Regions from separate parts of the Sus scrofa genome. Here region 2 is linked to region 1. Evidence: chromatin contacts called from public Hi-C data. All regions are on one chromosome and are shown on one strand. The core of a region is the stretch at or near the end of the contact, and the rest is flanking DNA. Distances in the headings are between cores, read along the strand shown. Region 1 holds the start of EML2 (echinoderm microtubule-associated protein-like 2). Region 2 holds the start of DMPK (myotonin-protein kinase).

Region 1 (5,336 bases), core at 834-3,333:
TTGTTTCTATCAGTAACAAAATTACCTGTGATCAGAGCATGATAGTGGCCCACATCTAATTTAGTCATCGCTTGGAACCCATTATTGATCTTACATAGTAGGTGTGCCCTGGGAAATGCATAGGGGCTGCTATCATTTCTGTGTGCCTACTGTGTGCCAGGTGCTGTACTCATGTGCGATTTACACCTGTGGCCTCCGTGGGGCTCATGGAGGATACAGTGACAAACGGCCAACATCTTCCCGCAGCCCTGGAGGTCCTCTTACCTCCCTGACGTCATCTATCTCCTGCTCTCCTCTTCCTCCACAGCTCCATCCTCACTGTTGTTCTCGTTGCCCCAGGAATATGCCAAAGTCACAGCTGCCTCTGGACCTTTGTACTTACTCTTCCCTCTGCCTGAAAAGCTACCTCCCACCTCCCGTCCATGTGTGATTCTTTCATGCTTGTCACTCACTTCTCAGCTCAAATGTCACTTCCTCAGTGACCCCGGTCTCCCTAAATTGCCTCATCCTCTCATCTTTCACCATATCACTCGCCTTATCTCTGTAATGCCAAGGGCTGAAATTATCTTACTGGCTCCGTGCCTATTTCTTCATCTGTAGAATGGTGATGAAAATAGGGCTTGTGGTGAAGACAACTAAGCGCTTGGCACATAGCAGTGCTCCATAAGTGTTAGCTGGTGTTATTTGTTTTGTCTGTTTTGGTTTACCATCTGTACCAACTGCAAGGTCCATGAGAGAATACTCTGGGGCTGACTTGCTACTGACACTCCAGGACCTAGAACAGAGTTTGGCACATACGAGGCACTCAGTAAACTTTTTTTTTTTTTTTTTTTTGTCTTTTTAGGGCTGCACCTGAGGCACATGGAAGTTCCCAGCTAGGGGGTCCAATGGGAGCCATGGCCGCAGGCCTATGCCACAGCCACAGCAAGGTCAGGTATGAGCCACATCTGTGACCTACACCACAGCATGTGGCAATGCTCCCACTGAGCGAGGCCAGGGATTGAACCTGCATCTTGATGGATACTAGTCTGGTTCTTAACCTGCTGAGCCACAACGGAACTCCCAGTAAACACTGTTAAACGATATGACCTCACACTTTCCGGATGTGGAAACAGGTTCAGGGTCACAACCAGAAAGTGGTGGAGTCAGGATTCAAACCCAGGTCAATCTGGTTTCAAAGCCCTGGGCTTCCAAGGTCTGCCTGTGTCAAAGGCAAGTCTTTTCTGCTTTGGGCTCCTGCCTATAAAGCACGGTCTGGGTCACTTCTAGGGGTTGAGCTTCAGTGGGGACTTGGGGAAGGTGGTCCAGTATTCTTTAAATCCATTGTCAGGTTTTGTACCCTCCCCTCTTCCTCCAGCTTCCGAGACTGCTCCGACTGACACCGCCAGCCGGCCAGGCATCACAGCTGTGCCTGCGTCAAAACCCGGACTGGATAATAAGGTTGTGGAAGATGAAGGCTGTAAGGGAGGAGCTAATGGTCTGGGGCTGCGGATAAAGAAGTGGAAGGAAAGGTTAAGGAGGGACTAAGAGACTTGGGGGGAGGGATCTAAACTCCAGGGGTCGAGCCAATTCTATCCGGAGGCCGGGTCAAGGCTGCTGGACTAAGTACCATCCTCCTGAGATGCTTAGGGGGCGGTGCCAAAGGCTCTGGGGGCGGGAATGGAACTTTAGCTCCCGGCGGGATTCTGGGGGTGGAGCTTAGCACCCCGGGGGCGGGTACAGATAGAATAAACAAGAGCTCTAAGAAATAGGCTTGAATAAGAGTTCCAGGGCGGAGCTAGTGGATATCTAGGTGGATTTGAGGCTTTAGGGTCGGGCTCTCGTCTTGCAAGGGGGATTTTTCGAAAATCCAGAAAAAGATGAGGGAGGTTTGGGCAAATATGGAAGTGTCTTCTCCCACCTTAGCTTCCTCTAAAAGCCAGGGGCTACGCTTCAGGCTGAAAAGCAGAGAAGGCCCTGCCCCTTCCAATCCTTCTGCATCCCTGTTGGCTGAGGGGCCTGCGCGACAGGTTCTCATTGGTCCTGAACAGGCGAGGAAGGGGTCTAGAGAGAATACGCGCCTGTTGTGGGCGGGACCAGACAGTACCGAGGGGGATCTCAGCTCAACCAATCCCGGCCTGAGGATTGTGTTGGGGGGCCTGGCAGGAGGTGTCCCGATCCCCCCTTTCTGGGCATCCTGGGGGATGACCCCGGTGCCAGGCCCGGCGCCGGCCGCCTGATGCCGCCGGGCGGGCAAAGCCCGGGATGCTGGAACGAAGGGCGTTGCTATGGCAACGGGAGGCAGGGCCTGGGGGGGAAGACCGGGCCCGAGCTGGGGCCGGGGGGGCCGGCAGTGGCTGTGGCGGGGTGATGGCGGAGCGCGGCCCGGCCTTCTGCGGCCTTTACGACACATCCTCGCTGCTTCAGTACTGCAACGGTGAGACCCCTCCTCAGTTCCAACCCTGGCCCCGCCCAGGGCTCGACCTATCGCCTCTTGCCCCAACCTTCTTCCAAATCCCCATCCTTGCCGCTTGCTGAAGATTCTCCTTTCTCCCCAGCAGGACCCTGACCCCAGAGCAAAGTCCCTGATCCCCAAAGCCCTGATCCCTGTCCTCCACGCTCTTTGGCCCTCCCCTTTTTCGGAGGTGGCTGAACCGGGAGAAGGGGCAGAACCTCCGGGAGACTGGGGTTGAAGGAGGAGAGGCCTGAAGGTCTGGAACTCTGCCCTCCCTATCCCCTCTCATTGCTCTGGGACCCTCCCCCTTCTCCCTGGCAGAGGGACACATTAGGGGGAGAGTGGCATTTAGTGTTGGCTTGTGGGCTGGGTGTGGGACCAGGAAGGATGACCAGAGGACTTTGCCTCTGCTATAGCCCCCAAATCCTCAGGCCCCGCCCATCCCACCCATTAGGACTCACCCCTTCTCCCTAACAAATGGGTGTGATGCAAGAAGGGCCACTGTGGGTGTCAGGCCCATGTGAGGGGAGCTGGAGGCAGAGGGGAGGAGGGACGGGAGGAGAAGTGGGAAGTGGGGGCCGGATTCTGGGCAAAAGGGCTGGGAATGGTCAGGAGGGAGCTGAGGACCTGAGTCAATGTGGGTGGGGGGTGGGCAGGCCAAGGCCTCAGAATGCGGCTGGCTCTCTGGATGGGTGCTGAAGGGCCAAGGAGAAAGCTTCTCTATTTCACTCAGGGGGTCCCTGAGAAGAGCTGTCTTGCATTTGCAGGCTTATTCCCCTGGGTACGCACCCCAGTGTCAGGGACCACTGGAGTTAGCAGAGGACCGGAATGCTCATTTTGTCCTCCTCTGCCCTCTCATGGGCAGGCTAACAGGTGCCTAAGCCTGGGTCAGGTACATGTTTTACTGCTGAAAGGCTGTGTGTCCATGCACCAGTAATTTCATCTCTCTGGGCCTCAGTCCCCTTCCAACTTCTCTCCTCCTAAAATGGGTAAAACACCACAGCTACTAGAGTTACTGGGTGTCCTGGGTACCATAGTAGCAGTTAATTATATTCCAGATTTACTGAGCACATAGAAGAGCCAGGTAAGGTGTTAAACGTTTTGCAAGAAGAGCGCCTGCCACATGTAAGCTCCCTATATCAGATCTCACTTTGGGGTAGTATTATTAATAGTAGCTAAGAGGGGTCTTGGCACATCGACGTGATTGTACCCTCCTGTACTTCACCTCGTGGCTGTGTGACCTCTGGGGAGTCTCTACGCACTCCCCCAACCTCCGATTCAGTTTCCTTTTTCGCAACAGTACCCTGAGATTACTCCTCTTATAAGTTCCGAGTCCTGATGTCTGGCTCTCTCCCTCGGATCCCCAGAGGCCCCCACCTTCTAATGCAGGTCCAGGCACCGGACCAGAGAGGCACTGTGTGGGGGGCAGGGCAGGCAGGGCCGGGCAGACGATTGGGCCGCGGGGTGAGGGGGAGGGACAGACGGCTGCACTGCGGAGCCCAGCGGCAGGGCGGGGCGGCCTACGGACACGGGATGGCAGGTGCCTCCATGCCCTGTTCCCGTTAATGCTACCACCTTTACTTCCCATCAACTCGGAGCCAGGTCTTCCTCAGTTACTGCCAGCAATGAGTCTGGGTATGCGTGGTCTGGGAAAGGTGGGGACCACCCTGGTCCTCTGCTCCTCCCACTTCGGGAAAATGTGCGGGGGGGTGGGGGGCGCGAGGCGGCGGGAGATGGAGGAGGAGTTATTTGGCTACACCCCAGGCCTGGAAACAGGGGCGTGGGGTACAGAAGCTAAATAAATTAGGGAAAATAAGGAAGGGAAACAGGGGGAAAGCTCCGTTTGGGGGAGAGAGTTTGAGTGTCAGATCTCCGGGGTTATCTTCCTTCCATGGGTCTCGGGTCTTTGATGTGCTGCCTGCACCTCGCAAATCTGCCGCCAGGGGCCGCTGAAACCCTGTCCTTGTAGCAGGCTCCAGGGTCGAACACTTTATAAAAATTGTTATTATTTGTCTTTTTGCGCCGTACTAACGGCATATGGAAGTTCCCAGGCTAGGAGTCGAATGCAGGCCTACCCCCGCAGCCACAGCAACGCTGGATCGGAGCCGCGTCTTTAATCTACACCACAGCTCATGGCAACGCGGGATCCTTAACCAACCGAGCCAGGCCAGGGATGGAACCCGCGTCCTCATGGATACTAGTCGTGTTCCGTACCTCTGAGCCACGACGACCAGAACTCCTGGGGGCCAAACACTTTAGTGAGGAGAGCATAGGAAGGGGAGGGAACAGGTAGGACCCTTTTGGCTTGGAAAGTTTTTGATATGGAGAAGGAACGTTAGTATCTGCGATAAAATATTGCCATCCGTCAAAGAATATTGGGGAGCAATTCGAGAATGTTAGTCACTACAAAATGTCGTCAGGAAAAAAGTTGGTGTCATCCTTAAAATGTTGCTAATCACTCATATGTATTCATCATCTTAGTCATACAATCTTAAAACCAGAGTCGAGAGGCTCTCGATTCATAGACTCTTAGAAGGTTAGAGAGGAAGGGACTTCCCTAAGGTCACACCTCCAGGGCGCTGCGGCAGAGAGAGATGTTTGGGGACAAGGGCTGAGAGCAATGGGGATTTCCTTCCCCTCTCAGAGCCCTCTTTTTTGGCTCCCATCCAAGCGTCCCAGCCCGAGGTTGCGGGAGGGGAAGGGGGCGTGGCCGGCCCAGGTTAGACCGGGAAGCCAGGAGGGACACCTCATCTCGGGCTTTAGAGTTCCTGGGTGGCCCCTGCAGCCAGCGCTCCCCTGCTTTCCAGATGACAATTTGTCGGGCACAAGCGGGATGGAGGTGGACGACCGCGTGTCGGCGCTGGAGCAGCGGCTGCAACTGCAGGAAGACGAGCTGGCTGTC
Region 2 (5,336 bases), core at 1,340-3,839, 97 kb before region 1:
GCTGTCCCGGTCCAACAGCCTCCCACACCCGGCGGGCAGCGGCAAGGCGGGCGGCCCAGGCACGGCGGCCGAGCCGGGCACGCCCTTCAGCATCGGCCGCTTTGCCACGCTCACGCTGCAGGAGCGGCGGGACCGCGGGGCGGAGAAAGAGCACAAGCGCTACCACAGCCTGGGCAACATCAGCCGGGGCGGCGGCGGCGGGGGCGGCGGGGACAAGCCCAGCGGCCCCGCCCCCCGCAGCCGGCTGGACCCGGCCAAGGTGCTGGGCACGGCGCTGTGCCCTCGCATCCACGAGGTGCCGCTGCTCGAGCCGCTGGTGTGCAAGAAGATCGCCCAGGAGCGGCTCACGGTCCTCCTCTTCCTGGAGGACTGCATCATCACCGCCTGCCAGGAGGGCCTCATCTGCACCTGGGCCCGGCCGGGCAAGGCGGTGAGTCATCCCCGCCGACCCGGGACCCAGGCAGAGGCGGGCGCCGGCGGAGGGGTCTGTTGGCGTGGCAGCCTCCAGCCCTGTGGGGTGAGGGAAACTTGAGTGTCCCAGAACCAGACGTCTCAGAGTACCTTCTAGAATGCTTGGCAAGCCATGGTCAGCAGAGAGTGGATCCAGTGTAAGGGACTCCTGGGAGTGGTGGAGACCATGGCCAGCTACTGGCAGGGCTTCCTGTGGGCCCAGCCTGGCTGGCTCTTAGCGGAATGGTGACATTTTTTTTTTTTAATACTGTGGGTCAAGCTCTGTGGGCAGGATTGCACCTGTGGGTCTGGCTTCCAGACCGAGTCTCAGCCTCTTGGGATCCGAGTCCACTGCTGGAGGCATGAGCTGTGGAATTCAGCCTCAGGGCCCAGACTGGTACTTCTGCTCCCTCTGTGGCCTTGAGCACGTCGCCACCTCTTTATGACCTTTGTCACTTCTTTGGGAAACTTGAAGATGGGTAGTGGGCGGATGTGCCCATTTTCTGGGGTGGCTGTGGGGTTCAAAAAGGTCCCATTAGGTAAGGTATGGACCTCACGCCTTTTGACTTTGGAACTGTGGTCTCAGATATCTCCTCAGGGTTTGGGCTCAGGGGCCCAGGATGCCAGATCCGAGGGCTGTGCCTTGGTTCCCTGGAAGAGTAGTTTCGGGATTATAGGCTCCTGAATCCCTAGAACTTAAAGCACAATCTCCAAGGCAGGGCCTTTGGCATTTGGGGAATGTGGTAAATCCTGAAAGTGACCCCTCTGTCTCCCTAGTTCACAGACGAGGAGACGGAGGCCCAGACAGGGGAAGGAAGTTGGCCCAGGTCACCCAGCAAGTCAGTGGTAGAGGTAGGACTGTCCCTAAGTTCTCCCCCCCCAGAATCTCAGCGCCCCCCCCAGTCAGAAAAGGACCTCCGTTCCCCCCTCTCCTCCCTGCCTCCCCTCTCCCCCATCCTCTCTGCTCAGGATCACCCAAAGGCTTTAATTATTGTATAAAAGTGCCGCCTGCTGGCACTGAGATGTAAGTTCCCAGGCCTAGAGCAGCGGCTTCTGTCTGGGGGGTTCCAGGGCAGACTGAAGAGCAAGGCCAGGGTGGCAGCTCCCTCCCCTGGGGACTGTCGAGAGCCCGGCCCATGTGGTCTCTAACTCCCCGTCTCCCCTCTCATCTCCCCCAGGGCATCTCTTCCCAACCAGGCAACTCCCCCAGCGGCACAGTGGTGTGAAGCCGTGGATGTCGGGGAGGCGCTTACCCCACGCCCCCAGCCTCCTAGCTGTAACCCTCCCCGCTGACCTCATGGATCAACGTGTTAACAAGACTAACCATGACGGATGGACTGCTCCAGTCCCCCACTCTGCACAAATATGGGGGGCAAAGGGTCCCTCAGCCTGGCCCAGACACTGGGGGGAATGTAGTGACCCATGTGGCCTCAGCCTTGTCCCCACCCACTGCCAAGTACAATGACCCCTTCCTCTGAAACATCAGTGTTAGCCTCATCCCTGTCCCCAGCATGTGACTGGTCACTCCTGGGAGAGAAGCTCCCCATCCACGAGAGCCCCAGCTCTGCAGTGTGCCCCTCGGTCTGTGGGCAGGGCAGGGGGTGGCCTACTCCTCCCCTGGTCCCCGCCCCTGCTGTTGTTTGTGCTTTTGAAGAGTGTTAAATTATGGAAGCCCCTTGGGGGCACCCCCTCCCCCAGAACCTCTTATTTATACTAAAGTTCCCTGTTTTCACAGCGTCTCTGTTCCCTTCTGCAGAGGCGCGGAGGAAGTGTGTGTGTGCTTTCGCAGCAGTTCTAGAATCAACCCACTGTATCCAGAGGAAGAGCCTAGGCCCGGCCCCTCCTCCCCCCACCCCCTTTTGATGGCAGGAAACACTGAAGGCCAGAGGAGGGACACGCACCAGGCACTCGGCTGGTCCATTTGTCCCTGGCCACCCCCAGACAAGGCCCTTTGGATAGAGACAGGCGTCCCTGCCCCCCGTCCTCCCTTCAAAGTCGTCCTTAGCTTTAAAAGTTGGTGCCAAGTGTGCGAATGAGATAGCACGGGGGCCTACCCAGACAGGGTCCTTCAGACAGCTCCCGTGGTGCCCAGAGTGAGCGCGGCAGGCACCAGCCTTGGCCAAGCCCAGGTCTCCAGGGCCAGCCAGAGACCATGGTTCCCTTCGGGAAAACTGTCCACTCTGGAAGGGACAATGAAAATCCCTCCTGGCTGGCTCTCCGGAGCCTCAGGGACTGGTGTCTCCCCGCTCCGCCCTCCACCCCCCGAAATGTTTCTGTTTCTAATCCTAGCCTGGGCAGGAATGTGGCTGTGCGGCCAGAGTCCAAGGAGCTATTTTGGGGGCTCCTTTGCCTCCCCCAGGCTTTGTCCAGTTGATCACCCCTGGTCCTGGCTCCTGAGGGCCTCCCTTCCCGATTCTCTCACCACCCCTTCCCCACCTCCTGCCAAAAAAAAGTCAGCGTAAAGCAGAGGGCCTGAGGGCTAAATTTAAACCGTCCCAAAGTCTGAATCCCTGGCTGAGTCACCCGCAAAGCTGCCCTGGCCTCCTGCCTCCCTTCCCCAGGCCTCAACCCTTTTTCTTCCCTCCCAACTCCAGAGCTTGGGAGGGGTGTCACCAGATCACTCTGAGCCTCAATTGGTCCCCTCTGGGAAATGGGAGGGCTCATCCTTGGCATCTGTATGGTATTCCACTGGGCTCCGCCTTTTCTGGCGGAGGGGAGTTTGAGGGTTGAGATTCTCTAACCCCCCCCCCCATCTGACACTGAAGCATTCCGAGGGGCCTGGAAGGAGGGAGTTGGGGGGGCCTGGCTTGTGAGGGGTTAAGGCTGGGAGGCTAGAGGGGGCTGGACCAAGGGGTGGGGAGAAGGGGAGGAGGCCTTAGCAGCCAGCAGAGAGAAGTGGCCAGAGAGGCCCAGGGGACAGCCAGGGACAGGCAGACATGCGGCCAGGGCCCCAGGGTCTGGACGGGGCCTTCCAGGCCCCATGACAGGAGGACCTTGAGCCCCCCGCCCGGGGAGGGGGCCATGGTGCTGCCTGCCCGTCATGTCAGCCGAGGTGCGGCTGAGGCGGCTTCAGCAGCTGGTGCTGGACCCCGGCTTCCTGGGGCTGGAGCCCCTGCTTGACCTTCTCCTGGGTGTCCACCAGGAGTTGGGCGCCTCCGACCTGGCCCAGGAGAAGTATGTGGCCGACTTCTTGCAGTGGGGTGAGTGCTTACCTTTGTGGGAACCCCACGTTGAGGGCAGGAGGCAGGGCAGAGGGAGAAGGCGGGTCTGGGTGCAGGGACTGATTTTGGATGCAGGATGGGCATGGGGAAAGCCTCCCACTGAGGGGCCCAGCATCTGGGCCTGGGTCTTGGGGTGGCACATTTCTCCCCAGTGCCACCCTGGCCGGGCAGAGTGGGGTCACCAGAGGGCAGGCAGCCATGACTCAGAACCATGAGTTGGGAGCCATGGTAGGCTGGACTGGGCACAGTCTCTCCTGGTCCCCCAGCACCCCCTCCTTGAGCCGAGGCCTAGGGACAGATGGGGAACCCTGTTTCCTAGGACTCCCCCCCACCACCAAAATAGGCTCTATAGCCCTCCACCCTGGTTTCCCTGAGCGTAGGGGCAAGCAGAGGGGACAGCGCGGGGCAGCTGCCAGGGGTGTGGCCGGCCGGCAGGTGTTCGGCGCCAGCTTCTCCAGCTGTTCCAACAGGTGCCCAGGCCCTGGGAGGGTGCGGTGACTCAGGCAGGCCCTGGGGTGGGGGGCGGGGAACCAGCTCTACAGACAGGCACCACCCAGCACCTCCTCTACCCCCTGGTTGGAGGAGGAACAATTTAGGGTTCTTGTGGGTGGGCCCACCTTCTCTGTAGCTTCCATGCTGCCCCCTCCACCCAAGAGTCCCTTCTGGCCAAGTCTCCTCCTGGAGATAGGTCCACAGGGAAGTTGCTGCAGCCTCAGTCTCCTACCTTGTCTCCCCCCACCCCCTCCTGGGCCAGGACTCAGGCTCGCCCGGGTTTCTCTCCCTCCACTAGCCTGTCCCTCAGTGGCTTGCTCTTGGTCCTTAGGCACTGTGTCCCTGTCTCGTTTCTCCACCTTGGCCCGCTCCCTCTTTTCTTGGGTCCATCTCTTTCTGCCCAAGGCCCTGCTCCTCTTCCTCTTCCCATTTTGCAGATGGGAAGGTGGAGGCCAAGGGCGAGACTACTAGGCCTCTGGCAGAACCTTCTCCCCACACACCCCCAGCCCTTAGTAACTCTCTCAGCCCCCCTTCTGCAGAGGATGGAGTTGGACTGGCAGGACAACCCGAGACCTGAGGTGGGGGCTAGAGTCTAGCTCTCCTGTAAGGAGCACTCCTTTTGTGGCCCGAGCAGCGTCCTGCGGCCCCTCCCCTGCCAGGCCGCCTGGGCGGGGGAGGGGGCCTGGGTTCCCGCTGCCTTAAAAGGGCTCAATGTCTTGGCGCTCTCCTCCCTCCCCCATCCCGGGCCCTGGCTGCTGCCGCCCTGCTGGCCCACTCTCCTCGAACCCCCAACCCTCTCCGTAACCCACTGTCTCTTCCCTCGGCCCTGCTTGTACCCTTTGCTCCCTCCCTCCTTCCTCTGCAGCTCCCTGCTTCTCCCACCCACAGGAGTCCAGGCCTCCCTCTCCCCCAGCCCATCTCCTGCCTCCACCCTGCTTCCCCCTCCCAGACCACCCTCTGTAACATCGCTAGCCTAGGACCTTGGCAGAGGACTTCGCTGTCTGGGCTTTGGTTCCCCTGCTGTAGGTAGGGGTGATAGGAAAGCCTCCCCCTGCGGTCTAAAGCGCGGAGGTAACACTTGACCACTCCTGCAGCCCTGGAGCCGGGACTCCCATACCTTCTCCCAGCCCCGGTCTCACTCAGGGTTTCCCAAAGTGTGGCCCAAGAGCCACC

What was found. Hi-C and Micro-C count contacts between places; a contact is called where the count stands out from the background.
Region 2: a Hi-C map of embryonic fibroblasts shows a contact between it and region 1, with 1.7 times the contacts expected there. The contact joins the promoter of DMPK here to the promoter of EML2 in region 1. A contact is called at or near these places in 3 of 5 promoter capture datasets (fetal liver, fetal skeletal muscle and liver), 16 of 47 Hi-C or Micro-C datasets (alveolar macrophages, brain, embryonic fibroblasts and 10 more) and 1 of 2 datasets of contacts at active chromatin or transcription factors (skeletal muscle).

What each region holds. Positions count from the first base shown.
Region 1 is chr6:52,010,140-52,015,475 of Sscrofa11.1, reverse strand. It overlaps EML2 (echinoderm microtubule-associated protein-like 2), which reads left to right and starts at 2,083. Exons shown (of 22, transcript XM_021094571.1): 1 at 2,083-2,416; 2 at 5,242-5,336. The coding sequence starts at 2,245.
Region 2 is chr6:52,108,075-52,113,410 of Sscrofa11.1, reverse strand. It overlaps DMPK (myotonin-protein kinase), which reads left to right and starts at 2,589. Exons shown (of 14, transcript XR_002344695.1): 1 at 2,589-3,650. It overlaps DMWD (dystrophia myotonica WD repeat-containing protein), which reads left to right. Exons shown (of 6, transcript XM_021094582.1): 4 at 1-430; 5 at 1,228-1,302; 6 at 1,629-2,186. The coding sequence ends at 1,676. LOC110261014 (a long non-coding RNA gene) reads right to left here and starts at 2,632. Exons shown (of 2, transcript XR_002344699.1): 1 at 2,505-2,632; 2 at 699-962.